2 separate regions of the Ovis aries genome follow, and region 2 is linked to region 1. A link is a contact called in public Hi-C data. All regions are on one chromosome and are shown on one strand. Each heading gives the region's core, a stretch centred on a gene start, on an enhancer-like site or on the middle of the called end of the contact. The rest is flanking DNA. Distances are from core to core; before and after follow the strand shown. Region 1 holds the start of ABHD11 (abhydrolase domain containing 11). Region 2 overlaps FKBP6 (FKBP prolyl isomerase family member 6 (inactive)).

What was found. A called contact is a pair of places that touch in the nucleus more often than the background predicts.
Region 2: a contact with region 1 is called in a Hi-C map of liver, with 7 times the contacts expected there. The contact joins the enhancer-like site here to the promoter of ABHD11 in region 1. A contact is called at or near these places in 4 of 16 Hi-C or Micro-C datasets (blood, liver, mixed tissues and 1 more).

The regions. Positions count from the first base shown.
Region 1 is chr24:33,993,389-34,000,039 of ARS-UI_Ramb_v3.0, reverse strand. It overlaps ABHD11 (abhydrolase domain containing 11), which reads right to left and starts at 5,215. Exons shown (of 5, transcript XM_027961310.2): 1 at 5,058-5,215; 2 at 4,746-4,938; 3 at 3,583-3,753; 4 at 3,299-3,480; 5 at 2,781-3,070. The coding sequence starts at 5,173. The coding sequence ends at 2,938. LOC105607861 (BICD family-like cargo adapter 1) reads left to right here. Exons shown (of 5, transcript XM_042240132.1): 2 at 1,684-1,779; 3 at 2,084-2,178; 4 at 2,409-2,529; 5 at 2,615-2,831. The coding sequence ends at 2,761.
Region 2 is chr24:34,235,405-34,241,987 of ARS-UI_Ramb_v3.0, reverse strand. FKBP6 (FKBP prolyl isomerase family member 6 (inactive)) reads left to right here. Exons shown (of 9, transcript XM_042240153.2): 9 at 2,607-3,077. Among named protein-coding and RNA genes, the nearest start is that of FKBP6, 22 kb to the left of the region's middle. Within about 2 kb of position 3,932, at least 22 of the 54 cell types and tissues checked have an H3K27ac peak or open chromatin away from gene starts, as enhancers often do. A contact at or near this core is called in liver, where this site is marked.

The sequences.
Region 1 (6,651 bases), core at 3,966-6,465:
TGGTGATATTTCTGCCCAAAATGTGTAACAGTTGTTTAATCGTGCAGGAGGAATGAACAAACCCATATCGAAGGACAGGCCAGTCTGCAAAAAAACTTCCCTGTAATCTTCAAACATGCCAAGGTCAAAATTCAAAGAAAGGCTGCAAAGTTGTTCTAGATTGAGGGAGGCCAGAGAGATGTGATAACTGGGAGCAATGTTTTACATTACATTAGATTTTTTTTTTTTTTTTACCCTAAAAGGAATTTTTTTTGGTGGGGGGGACATTACAGTTTAAAATTGTTTCAAAGTAAAAAGTTAAAATAAATGTCATGAATGTTAGCCTGGCACGAATGTTAGCCCTTCTGGCTGACTCCGGCTGGCCTTCGGGACTCATTTTCAGACAAGCTCCTGTGGAACCCCCATGACTGGATGTGAGGGCCCTCTGTGCTCCCCCTGTCCCTGGGCTCCCTGACACCCTTCTCTGATTATACCCAGAGTTCCGAGAGCAGGGGTCCTGCCTGGATCATGACAGAGTAGCCTCCTTTGGAAACACACTGAATGCAAACTTCCACAAAAGGGGTGTTTAGGGGTACACCTCAGTTCTACCTCTTCACTTGGGGTCAAAGAAACTGGGATGTCTGGCTGTTGGAGGTGCACCTGGCTGACTGGAACCCATGGACCATCAGCAGTCGTGTCTGCAGGGAGCTTCCTGGGGGGGATCTTGGAAGGATATACTGTTTAGAGCAGGACTGAGGGTCTAATGCCCAAGATGGAGCTGTGCTGCAGAGGTCTCTCAAAGGGGAAGCCCTTTTATATCTTTGATGTCACCTGGGCACTCAGTGATTGCATCTAGGGAGGTGTGGGATACCGAGATTCTGAGACCCCCATCCCCACCCACACTCCAGGATCAGAATGTGGGGAGTGTTGGGGGGATAATGAGCAATAATGTGGGAATACTGGAGGATATTGCTAGGGAGGATGGATGTTCAAGATGTTAGGAGAATTTTTTGCTTTATTTTTTTTTGCTGTGCAACTTGTGGGATTTTGGTTCTCTGACAAGAGATTGAACCTAAGCCCTTGGCAGTGAGAGCATGGAGTCCTAACCACTAGACTGCCTGGGAATCCCCAAATGGGAACAGTTTTTGCTATTAGGAGAAATGTGCTGGGAACGGTTACACCTATTTCCCTTCTGGTTACGGTGATACGGGTGATGCCGTTCATTCAGGGTTCCAAGATGCCAGCTCTTCAGAATAGGGGGGTGGGGCACCAGTCTCAGCACTGGAGCCAGCTGGGCTCTGCCACTCATCTGGCTTCCCAGGTGGCTCAGTGGTGAAGAATCTGTCTGTCATTGCAGGAGCTGCAGGAGACGTGAGTTTGATCCCCGGGTCAGGAAGATCCCCTGGAGGAGGAAATGGCAAGCCACTCCAGTATTCGTGCCTGGAGAATCCCACGGACAGAGGAGCCTGCGTGCTGCAGTCCAGAGGGGCACAGAGTCTGACAGGACTTAGTCACTGAACACAGGCGCTCACGCTCCTTTCTCATCTCCTGACGTGAGTGGAGCGCCCCCTTGCGGTGCAGGGCATGGATGACTGGGCAAGGAAGGGGCTGAGAAAGCTGGGTCTGGCCAGAGGGTTCCAGGAGGGGAGACAAGGGCATGGCCAGCGGGCTGGGGGTGGGGCCTGACAGGGAGTGCCTGGACAGGAAGGAAGGGCAAAGGGCCATGTCCTCCGCCTGCTCCACCCCGCTGACAAGAGTCCCAGTCGCCAGGCCACCCTCTCAGTCTGGGGCCCTAGAGGGGTAAGTTGTCCTTCTGAAGCCACTTCGTCCCTTTCCTGGGGATCGGGTAAGAATGCCTTTCCTCCCTGGGGGTCCAAACACCTTGCCCCCTCTGCTCCCTGTAAGGTGGGAAGGGGGCCACACCTACTATCCCCTCAGCAGGAAGCAGAGGCTGGGGCACTGGTGGGCAGGTGCAGAGTGTCTCAGACCCTTCCCCTCCTGACACTGGTATCAGGATCAAGGTCAGGATGGAAGGGCCAAATGGGGCACCTCATCCAGGCAAGACCCAGAAACCCCTGCTCCCTCCTCTGTCACCCGACTGCAGAGCCCGGAATCCCAAGCGGCTGGAGCACTGGGGGACACCCAGACAGAGCCTTCGCTGGACCAGGTCCTCCGGGAGCGAGATGACGCTATCGCCAAGTGAGAGGCAGCTGCTTGCGGGGGTTGGGAGGGTGGTGGATGGCTCCCCATTGAGGCTCTGTCCTGCCAGGAGGAAGCAGGGAAGTCGGGCATTCCTGGGAGGAAAGCTGCATAGATACTTGTAGGAATACTGTCTCAAGGCAGGGGGCTGTGGCCACACTGGTCCACCCCCAGGGCCCAGAATCACGTCTGCAGGGCCTGAGCCTCAGGCTGCTCTCTGCCCCGCTCAGGAAGCGGGCCGTGGAGGCTGAGCTGGACACGTGCAGAGCCAAGCTGCGTGCTGTGGAGGCCCAGCTGCTGGAAGTTCTGGAGGAGAAGCTGAGACTGAGGCAGGAGGTGGAGGCCTGGGAGGTAAGGTGGGCTTGCCAGCCGGGCCTGGGAGGCAGGGCCAGACAAGCACAAGCCTGGCCCCTGACCCTGCTCTCCTGGCCCCCAGGAGGACATGCAACGGCTGGTGAGGCAGCAGGTTGAGAGTCAGCTGCAGAGAGAGTCCCGGGATGCTCCGGGAGCCCCCGTGGACCCTGGAACTGTCAGGACCCACTGGATCCGATTCCCCCTGAGTCGGTGGGGACGCTGGCGGTGAGAAAGCTCAGCCCAAGACCTTGGGAGGAGTGTCTTTATTCATTAAAGTTTGAGGTCTGACCCCTTCTGCACCCACGTGCCCTTGGAGTGCCCACCTGAGTGCTTCTGTACAGAAACAAGGAGCAGCACGCAGAGCCTTGACGCCTGGGGTTTCACGTCCCCTCTGGCCAGCAACCCTTAGGCCAGGAAGCCTTGGACTGCCGCCATGAAGTCCTGCGGGCGGTCGCTGTGGACCCAGTGGCTAGCGTTCGGCACGGTCTGCATCTGGGCCCGAGGGAACAGCCGCCTAATCTCAGGGTAGTGGCTGAGACTGAACACCAGAGAGAAGGCAGCCGAGAAGGGATGACAGGAGGAAAGTGGAGAGAGAAGGAGGGACACAGAGGCCAAGCGGGGAGAGAGGGAGAGCCACGTGAGTCTGTGTGCCCAGTGGTGTTTCTGGTTTTCAGGCACCCCTTACTCACACCCCAGCCCTCCCCAAGGCAGGTTGAGGGGCTGGGTGAGTCGGGTATGCCCGTCTCTACCACCCAGCCTGACTTACGGCAGGAACTGAGAGTTTCCACCCCGGAGGAAGAGGGTTGGCCCAGAGTAGGTTTCTTGTCGTGCGGGGAAGTCCAAGATCTTGTCCAAGTGCTGGGCTAAGGCATCCAAGTTCAGCCTCCACACAAAGCGCCCATCCACCTCCACCAGGTTGGTGAGCAGGAACTGCCGCATGCTTGCGCTCTGTGGGGGTCCCGCAGTTGCGGGGTGGGGGGCTCTGTGTGAGGCCTGGGGCTGCCACTCTTCCTCTGCCCACAACACCACGCAGGGGCTTGCGTGCATTACCTGGATAACAGAGCGGAGCCTTTCGTCGGCCAGTTTTCTGGCGCTGGAAAGGGACGCCTCATTCGCCATGTCCACGGCCCTCATGGCTGCGACATAGTTTGGGAAGTTCGAGCTGGACGTGGTCTCCACTGGGCTGATGTCCACGGCAATCAGGCGCTCCACCAGCTCCGGCTGCAGGAGAGAAGCAGACTGGGCACCTTAGGGCAGGTTCCTGGATCTGGAACTCAGCCATCCAAGGCTCGCTGGAGTTCCAGGCTGCCTGCTGGGCCCTCAGGGTTGACAACAGATAGGAGGAAGCCCTGGAGAGGGACAGCTCACCCTCTGAAGTGCCAGCAGCATGGCGGTCCTGCCTCCCATGCTGTGGCCAATGAGAACACAGGGCACCAGGCCCAGCTGGGGCAGTAGGTCTTGCAGATCCTTGCTCATGGCCTCGTAGCTCATGTCTGGGCTGTGGGGGCTCTCACCATGGTTCCGAGCATCCACTGTCAGCACCTGGGAAAGTGGGAGGTGGGGGGCAGCGCTGGCACCCACAGTCAGGGCAGAGCCAAAAGCCTGGAAGATCTGCAGGCTGAGGGAGGTGGAGAGCCTGGGGTATGGGAGATCCAGAAGGGGGAAAGGGCCCAGATGCTGCGAAGACCCCCGTTCTCAGACCTTGGAGGCCCAGATGAAGAACCAGAGCCACTGTGCCAGAAGGCCCAAGGTGTGTGACCATGTCTCCAGACATTTGGCCTAGCTGGCTGGCAGCTACAGAGAAAGCAGACAGCAAGAACTGGCAACAGCTGGAGCACAGCAGGGCGGGCGGCTGCAGGAGGTGGAAAGCCCCTGTCATCCCTGGTGAACAAGCAGGGTCTGGCCCCCTTAGTGGGCAGGATGTTGGTGCCTAGGTATCTGAGAGCAGAGGCTAAGTCAGGGTGGCGCACACAGATGGAGATCTATATTACGAATGAAGGACTGGGTGGGTGAAAGCACCAGGGAATGAATGGGGTTCGTCGTGGGCCTGGGTCCTCCATCCTCAGAAGGTCAATCTCTTTGATTTCTTATCAGAGAGACCCGCCTCTCCCAAGCGTTAGGGACAGAGAAGCTGGCCACACCTCGGCCTCCTCGAGGGCCCCGCCCACCCAGACCCCACCTCCCTCAGGGCCCCGCCGACTCCAGAAGCTCACCCTCCGGCCTGTCTGCTGAGCCAGGGCCTTGGCGATGGAGTTGAAGTTGGCTTTGCTGCCGAAGAGCCCATGCAGAAAGACAAGGGGCGGGCTAGCTGCCTCGCCGTCCAGAAGCTTGTAGGAAAGCGGCACCGGTCTGACGGGAGGATCGAGGGTGGGGCAAGGGTCTGAGCCGGCAGGGGAAGTGAGCGGCCTGGGAGAGGGAGGGCCCAAGCGGAGGAAACGGAGCCAACTGGGACAAACTGGGAGGGTAGGGGGAGGCGAGGGGGGGAGGAGCGAGGGACGGCCTCCCAGGGGACGCCCTTGACTGACCTCGGCTCGGTGCCGCCTTGACTGCTGCTGGGTGCGATAGGCAGTCTGGAGAAGCTGGAACTGGAGGGGCCGATCCCCCTATAGGGGAGCGTCCAAGCGCGCGTCCAGCGGAGCATCTCCAGGATCTGCTACCCGGCGCGCACCTCGTGCTGCCCCCTAGGCTCCGCCTCGCTCAGGGCCCCGCCCAATTCCGGCCGGAGCTCCGGCTTCTCCCCGCCCCCTAGCACAGAGCGCCCCGCCTTCGCTCACGTCTCCTCACGTAATCCCGGAAACCGGTCTCTCTTCTAGGCTCCGCCCCTTGCGTCCGTACGTAACCCTGCGGCTGCCACGCCCACAGGCGAGATTCCCCGCCCCTGGCCACGCTCCGGGCGGAGCCATCCAACACTCTGACCCTACCCGGCTAAGCTCCCACCGGCTCCTCCCAAGTGGAGAACCTCTGCCGAGAATTGGAGCTTTCGTTTCGGAGTCTGGTCTCGGTCGCTCAGGATGTAGTCACGGGTTTGGGCTTGAACTCTGGCCACGGGGCAGATCCTTGGCAAGCCGCTGAAGTCCCTGCCTGGCCCATCTGCGGCCTGCTCCTCTGCCCTCTAGCGCCGCCTTGGGTAGGTGCGGTGTTTTCTGTGCGGCGGGGGGCGGCAGGAGTGGCTCCCCTCACCGAGACGCCAGCTTGGAGGCGCCGTGCTCCACTGCCGCGGGCCCAGGCAGGCCAGAAGGAGCAGAACACCCCTCACTAATCTTGAAGTCGACTCTAGAAGGAGCTTGGAGAGACTCTAGAGGTCGTCTCCAACCTGCCAACCTGCCTGCCTCCCCGCCCTTTACAGATGGGGAAACCGAGGCAAATAACTTTCACAAGCTGTGGAACCGGACTCTCCGGTCTGCGAGTCAAGGTGGGAGGCCAGTTGTTTGTACTAGAGAGGGTATTTGCTTAGTGCACTGAGCTGTATTGGGTTCAGCTGTGCTCACCACGCCCCCCATTTATCAGCAGAGAAATATTAAATATTAAAAATAATCCTCCCATCCGCTCAGCACATCGTGCAGGGATGTCATCCCGTTTTTGGAACCCTGACGGGCTGCCATGTTCTCTTCCTTGTCTGGGCTAATGGTGGCAGTGGCGACGTCTCAAGTCTCAGCTGGCTTCCGCAGCAGTCGAGCCTTCAGCAGTTACAAGAGTAGCTGCTCTTTCTAAGGCATTCTGCTCAGAAACCATCAGGGGAGGGACTTCCTTGGTGGTCCAGTGGCTAAGGTTCCGTGCTCCCGATGCAGGGGCCTGGGTTTGGCACCTGGTCAGGGAACTAGATCCCACATGCTGCAACAAAGATTCTGCATGGGCTTCCCTAGTGGCTCAGTGGTGGAGAATCTCTGCCTGCAATGCAGGAGATGCCGGTCTTATCCTTGGTCTGGGAAGATCCCACATTTTACTGAGTAACTGGTCCCCTGCGCTGTAACTATTGAGCCTGTGTCCTAGAGCCCAGGAGCTGCAACACAAGAAGCCACCACAATGAGAGGCCCTTGAGCTGCCACAAAGTGTAGCCCCTGCTCGCCGCAACTAGAGAAAAGCTCACGCAGCAACGAAGACCCAGCACAGCCGAAAACA
Region 2 (6,583 bases), core at 2,683-5,182, 240 kb before region 1:
AAATGTCATGTCACTGGGTGATACATGTGTAACTTCAGCTGATCCAGGAGTCACTAAAGTGACCTCTCAAGCTTCTGTACCAGCTTATATCCCCTTTGGTGCTGTTGAGATTCCATTATTTGGCTTTGCCATCGTCAGTTTTATTAGATGCCTTAATCTTTGCCAGTTTGGCGCATCCAAAATGAGATCTTGTTATTAGTGTTGACATGTCCGTGATCAGGCATCTTTTCAGATGTTCAAGTATCCTTTCTATAAATTGCCTGTTTCTCTTTCTGAGTTTTTCAGGTTTGGGGTTTTTTTGTTTGTTTGTTTTGTTTTGTTGATAGTAAAATGTCGGTTGCTTCCCTGGATACTCTAGGCATACGATCGTCATTCAAGTAATGGTAACTTTGTCCTCTGTTTCCCACCTTCTCTTATTCAGAGCCCGTCTCCGCCTGTGGGCTGAGCACTTCCAGAATAGTGTTAGATGGTGGTGACGGACGGCTCAGCACCACATCTTGCGAGACCATGGTGGGTGGGCCTGTTGCTGCTATGCTGCTCAGCATGATCCAGGCTTTCAGTGAAGATACAGTCTCCTTTCTGTCATGCTAAGGAAATGCTTTTATACTCAAGTTTCTGTCAGGAACGATTGTTATCAAATGCCTTCCTGTCACAAAGATAAGCTTTTTTGACCCTTTGGCCTCTTATTGTGGTTTATAATGTTGAATCTTTGCAGTAGGGATAGAAATATTGTGCATTTTTAGTTGGTTGCTTTGGGAGAGGACTGAGTGCCTTTAACACAAAAGAGCATATTCCTTCCCTAAGCAGACACAGTCATGGGACATTCTGTAATGAAAGACCTGTAAGCTGAGTAGGAGAATTGGAGGCCAAAAGAAGCTGCATTTGCTCTTCATAGGTTAACAGGAGTCCTCGGTTTTCCTTGGGTTGCATGATGAGCGCTGGCACAGGTGAAGGGGCTACTCTTCTGACTGGTTCTTCAGCCCCGCAGTCTCTTCCACAGAGCAGCCAGACTCATCCCTAAAGAGGCAGTTCCCTGCTCAGAAGCTCCAGTGACCTCCACTGGGGAGAGTGAGCCTGAAGCCCTCTCAGTGCCTCTGTGGCCCGCGTGACAGGCCCCCTTGCTGGCTTTCTTCCTTGTGCTCACTCCACTTTGCCCACACAGACCTGGTACCTGTCACGCTCTCCAGTCATGTTCTTGACTCTGGGCCTTTGCACTGACCTTCCTCCAAGCGGGAAAGACCTTCTGACTGTTCAGAGCTCGGTCTACTTAAATGTCGCCTCCTTGGAGAGGTCTTTGCGGTTACTTTATGTTAAATAACAACTGACGTCCTTCTGTGTCCCCATAGCCTGATGATTTTTCTTCACAGTAGTTATGTGTTTTGGTTTATCTCTCTATCCCACTGAAGAACGTCCCAGGAGGTGTGTCAGTTGCATTTCACTGGTGTCATGTTTTTCTGTAATGTACTATAAAGGGCAGCCAAGCAGGCTTAGCCAGCAGAGTGCCACAGCACTTAGAGGCACAGAAAAGCACTCTTCGTGGTAGATTTAAGTGAGCAGCAAGATGGGCATCCTCAGAAAGCACTGGCCTCCTCTGCTGCCTGCACTGGCCACCTGCTTCTCCCAGGGCTTGGGTTGAGGGGGCTGTCTCAGGCAGGTGTCTCTCCCCCACCCTGAAGCTGCTGTTCAGCAAGGCGGCAATGAAGGATGTGTTCTTGACTCTGACCCCCGCCCCTCAGCCCTGGACACCCACATGCGCCAGGGCCCCAGGCTGGGCCGGCGTGTCAGCCAGCGCCCACCCCTGTGTCCCAGCATTTCCCACGGTTCTGGGCCCAGCTGGGGAGGCAGTGGCTGCAGAGCCCTCAGTGGGTTGTCCCGCCAGCTTTCGTTGTGTTCCCACCTTCAGTCGAGGTCGTACTGGTCTTGCGACAGCTCAGTGAAGTATATCCTGTAGGAGTGTTTGACAGGTGAGGAAGCAAGGGGTACAGCTGGCCCAGGGTCACAGAGCCAGAAATAGTGGAGCCGGGAGCCCACTTGGACCCCCCGGCTCTGGGTAGACTACCACACCGGGTCCCTGCCGTCAGCGCCCGAGTTACCGGCCTCCGTGGCGAAGCCAGCTATCCTGTGGAGCTTCCGGGTGAGGCCTGTCCAGGCGTCTTGTCTGGTTACATCCCTAGTGGTCAGTGCCGCCCATGTGTCCCCCTGAAAGCAGCCGCTTGTACGTTTGGCCCTTTGGGAGTGCTTTTGACATCCTCGAGTGGTTGAGGATGTGTAGCCCTTGTGGAACAATCGAGATGGACCAATGAGGAGAGCTCTGCCCACACTCAGGAGTTAGTCATCTATTTGGGGGCTTCATCTGAACAGTAAAATTGAACTAGATGGTCTCAGGGGCCCTTATGTTCTGATTTTCTGAGGTGATGTTCTTGAAGTTTCAAAGCCACCTTATTGACAGGCCACCATTTCCCAGGACCCACCCCTTAGGGCCCTTGCCCCCTAGGGGCATCTGTCTGTCCCTGGTTCCTGTCTGGACTCAGACCTGGAACTGGCTCTGGCGCCCTCTGGGACAGCTGAGTCCCACTGTGTTTCTAACTGCTGTGTTTGATTCCTAGATTTCGCAGCTAATAACAAGCAAGAGAAGCTGCCTGGAGTTCTCCATCATTATGCGAGGTGGGCAGAGCGCTTTCCGGAAGGATCTCCTCGGGGCAGACTGTGTGCACGACCTGCTTGGAAGAGGGGCTGAGTTTCTGCAGTCCAAGGCCACGGCCCTGTCTTGACTGATGCTGCTGGAGTGTTTTCACAGCTGCTGCTTTCTGTTTCACGTCTTCACGCAGAGGAGGTGAAAGGGCAGCTGCTGACAAGTAGGACAAAGCTATTTTTAAGGCAATTGCTTGTTTTTCCAAATAGAATTAGTCCTTGGCTCTTCCCCAGTCCCAGCCCCCTTCCTGCTGCTCTCGTCCCTGGGTGAATACAAATAGGGATTGCTTTGTGTATTTTGTAGGGCTCTTAGCTTTGAAAAGGGAGAATTATGTTACAGATGTTTTTTTGTTGTAAGTAAATAAAACACTTCCTTGTCTTTGCAAGATCCAGTGTAACTTGTGTTGAGTAGAGGGACAGCTATTCACTGAGACCAGTTGGGCCAGTGAGAGTGCGGGTTGGGTTTGTTCTCTGGAGCCACAGCAGTTCTTTGTGACCTGAGGGTAAATGCGTGTGCTTTTGCATTGGGGTTCCCTTGAAATCTGCTCCCTTCTATGGGGAGCTGTTTCAAGAGAGTTAATTGGAAACCTGGGAGCCAGCCAGTCCTCCTGCACTGTTGTGGACGGTGAGTCTTGCAAAAATGTGTGTGTTGAGGTGTTACAAAGCCAGCCTCCCCGCGGTGTCTTGGACAGTGTGGTGCTGGGTGGTGATAGCTGCCACCTGAGGGTCCGCCCGGGGCCCTCACCTCATTGCTGCTGCTCATTCTTGGTATGAGTCTGGGAGGTGAGCAATGGCCCTGCCCTGACCAGGAAGGAACAAACTGGCCTCGAGGGACTTTGACACTGCCCCAGGGCTCTTCTGAGTCAGGGCCACTTCTCCCCATCATGGGACAGCGGGGCTGGTTTGGACAGGCCTCTGGCTCCCAAAGGGCTTGGCTGTCCCCACCCAGCCCTGGTGCTCAGTCCTCCTCTGTGAGCCTTGCTCTCCCCACCCGACCCTCACCGTCTCATTCAGAGCCATGGCCCGAGCCCAGGGAGGAAGGTCTGGGCCTGGGTCACGCGGTGAGGGCCGAGCTGGAGTGCTCCTAACTGAGAGGGCAGCCTGTCCTGCCACATGCTCAGAGACCTCCCCGCTCCCCACGCCCGCAGGCTGGTTGCTGTCTTCTGAACAGGGTCTGAGGGTTTTTCCGTTAGAGACAAGGCCCGGAGCCCTGGCTGACTTTTGCTGAGCAAACTGGGCGATAGGTGGCGACATAACCCGCTCTATGCTTCCCAGCGAGCCCTGCGGCCCACAGAAACCGCGGCCCACCTGCCTGGGCTGCTGCAGGTGCCCCAGCCTGGGCGGGGTGGTGACCTTTGGGACGGCTCTCTGCCTCTCTCTCGCCCGAGCTGCTTCACCCAGCCCAGCTGTTCAGAGACTGGTCTGTGCTGGGCATTGCCTTAGTTCCTGGGCCCCTGCCTTTCTTTAAGAGGAAAAGATGTCAAGTGTGGTTAGTTCTCAGCCTAGAGGGAGAGGTTCTGCAGGCCGGTGAGTTGTGACAAGGGAGACTAAGGGACCCGCTCCAGCCAGCCAGGAGCGCAGCAGGGGCTGCAGCCCCGAGGGGACCCGCGTGCCCGTCTGAGAAAAGACGTCTTTGCATTTATGTCATGTGGGCAGACAGATGGCCTGGGGCCAGCAGAGTGTGTGTGTGTGTTGGCTGAGAAATCAGACCCTCCTGTAGGCCTTGGGGAGCCCAGCAGGCCCCTCCCCAGGTGACCAGCACCCCAAAGACGCCTGTTCTCTCTGGATCTCAGGAGCCAGGCTGGGCTCTTGGCTGCTGCTCTCTCGACCTCGTTAAGCTCACCTTGATCGCTTTGGTCAACCCAGTCACGATGAATGACCTAATAATGATGAGTAGTCGCACTTAATCCAGAGCATCAGTTAAGCAGAAATGTGTGTGTGTGTGTGTGTGCAGATAGATAATAATGCAATATGATATAGTGTACTAAGCCAAAAATGTTTTTCTTACAAATGTGGTTTTCTTCACAGCCCTTCAGACTAAAAGTGCAGCTGCCTGTGGGGAAGGACCTGAGTCAGATCACGTCCCCCTCAGCCCCCTATACCAGCCCCCTCCCAGCAGCACACCCTCACTGATGCTCAGAAGAGGGAGGAACACCCTTCTAGGGAGAAGAGTCGGACCCAGAAAATCCACCAACCAAAAGGGGAATTGACTTGGGTGGGAATGGGGGGGCTTCAAGGCTGCTCTTTGAGAAATGTCAGGAAACAAGAACAGTACCAGGAGACAGGTTCCAGACAGACGGCCAGTTTGAAAAAGGTGGATTCCAGAGAAAGGTCTCAGGCCCCAGAGAGAGCCCTGCACTTAGTCCTGCTTGGCGACTCAGTGTCTGTGCAGTGACCGAGCTGGGTGCTCTCGGGAAGCCCAAGCAACCGGAATCCAAGTTCCCAGCGCGGGACCTGAGCTGGGTTCTGAGAACCTCCGGAGGAGAGCTGTGAGATGGGTAAGTGGGTGGAGATGCACCAGAGTCATCATCTCCTGGAGGAGGCTTGCCTGACTCCCAGTCCCGCTGCCGGGGCTTGTGCTGGAGGGACTCCCGCGGGACTCCCGAGATCCTTGGCACAAGGATGTGGAAGTCGTGTCCCTCAGGCTGCTCCCCCTACCCCGGGCCTGAGCCAGACCCTCGGGGCTGCTGCCCACCCTCCTCCTGCTCAGCCTTATCCCCTGCCTCCTGAGTGTCCCTGTGTCAACCCCTTGTGCTCCGTGTCTCTGCCCTGCCTGGGTCAGAGGTCATGGCTTCTCTCCTTGCTCACTGGACACCCTTCCCCCGGCCTCCAGTCCTAGTCTCCAGACCTCCTCCACCTGCTCGCCGTGTCCTGCTCCAGCTTAAATGCTTCAGTAGCTCCCAGTATCCTTTGAGATAAAGTTCAAACTCCCTAATTTAGCACAGGAGGCCTGGCCTACCTCCAGCCACTCCCTGCCAGGCACCCTGCCTTCCGGCCAGGCTGCCACCTGCAGTTCCTCAGTGTTCACAGCGACCCACATTGTGCCCCGCTGTGTGTTGCTGTCAGATCAGACCGCATTTCGACTCCTCTTCCAAAGCTTAAGACAGCATCCTGAGTGGAAGCCGCCAAGGCTCACAAAGAGGCAGGGCGTGTGCCCCAGCAAACCGATGGTCGGCCCAACAATCATGGGAAATGGGCCATTCAGCATAAGAGTAAACTTCTCTGCCCCTCGTCTGTTAAATAAAAATCACAAACCTTCCTCTTTTCTTGGTATTAAAATACTTCTCATATTTTAAAAAATCATTTTAATTTTTTTATACAAGAAACAAGATAGTTATATGCATAAACCTGGAGCGAGAGGAAAAAAAGGCTACCTCCTCCAGGCAGCCTTCCCTGACCACCTAGATGGACATAGCTGCCTCCAAGGTACCCAAACCCTTGGTTCCCAATACCTCACAGTAACCAGATGGTCTGACCTGACTTCCCCAAGGTTTTGAGCTTCCAGGGCAGGGACGGGAGGTTACCTGACTGTGGTCCTCCATTCCCCAGCACAGAGAAATAAGATCCTCGCTTTGTAGAAGGAATAAATGGAGCTCACTTAGGACCTATGTTCACATACATCATGAAATCCTTATGGACAAGTCAGAAAGTTAATGCAGGATAGGTCTGTCTGGGCTGGCTGTATTGAGGAGTCTAGTTCAAGGACCCTTGATGGGAAAAAAATAAACCCAGGTCAGACAAAAGACTGGACTCGTATGAGCCATAGGGGACGGTGACTGCTAAAGAGGGCAGGGCAAGCACAGGTGAGGGCCGCGGGACCCTGGACCTCCTGGCACATCTGCAGGCTGCAGGTTTAGAGATGGTTACCCACCCAGAGAAGGGCCGAGGGCAC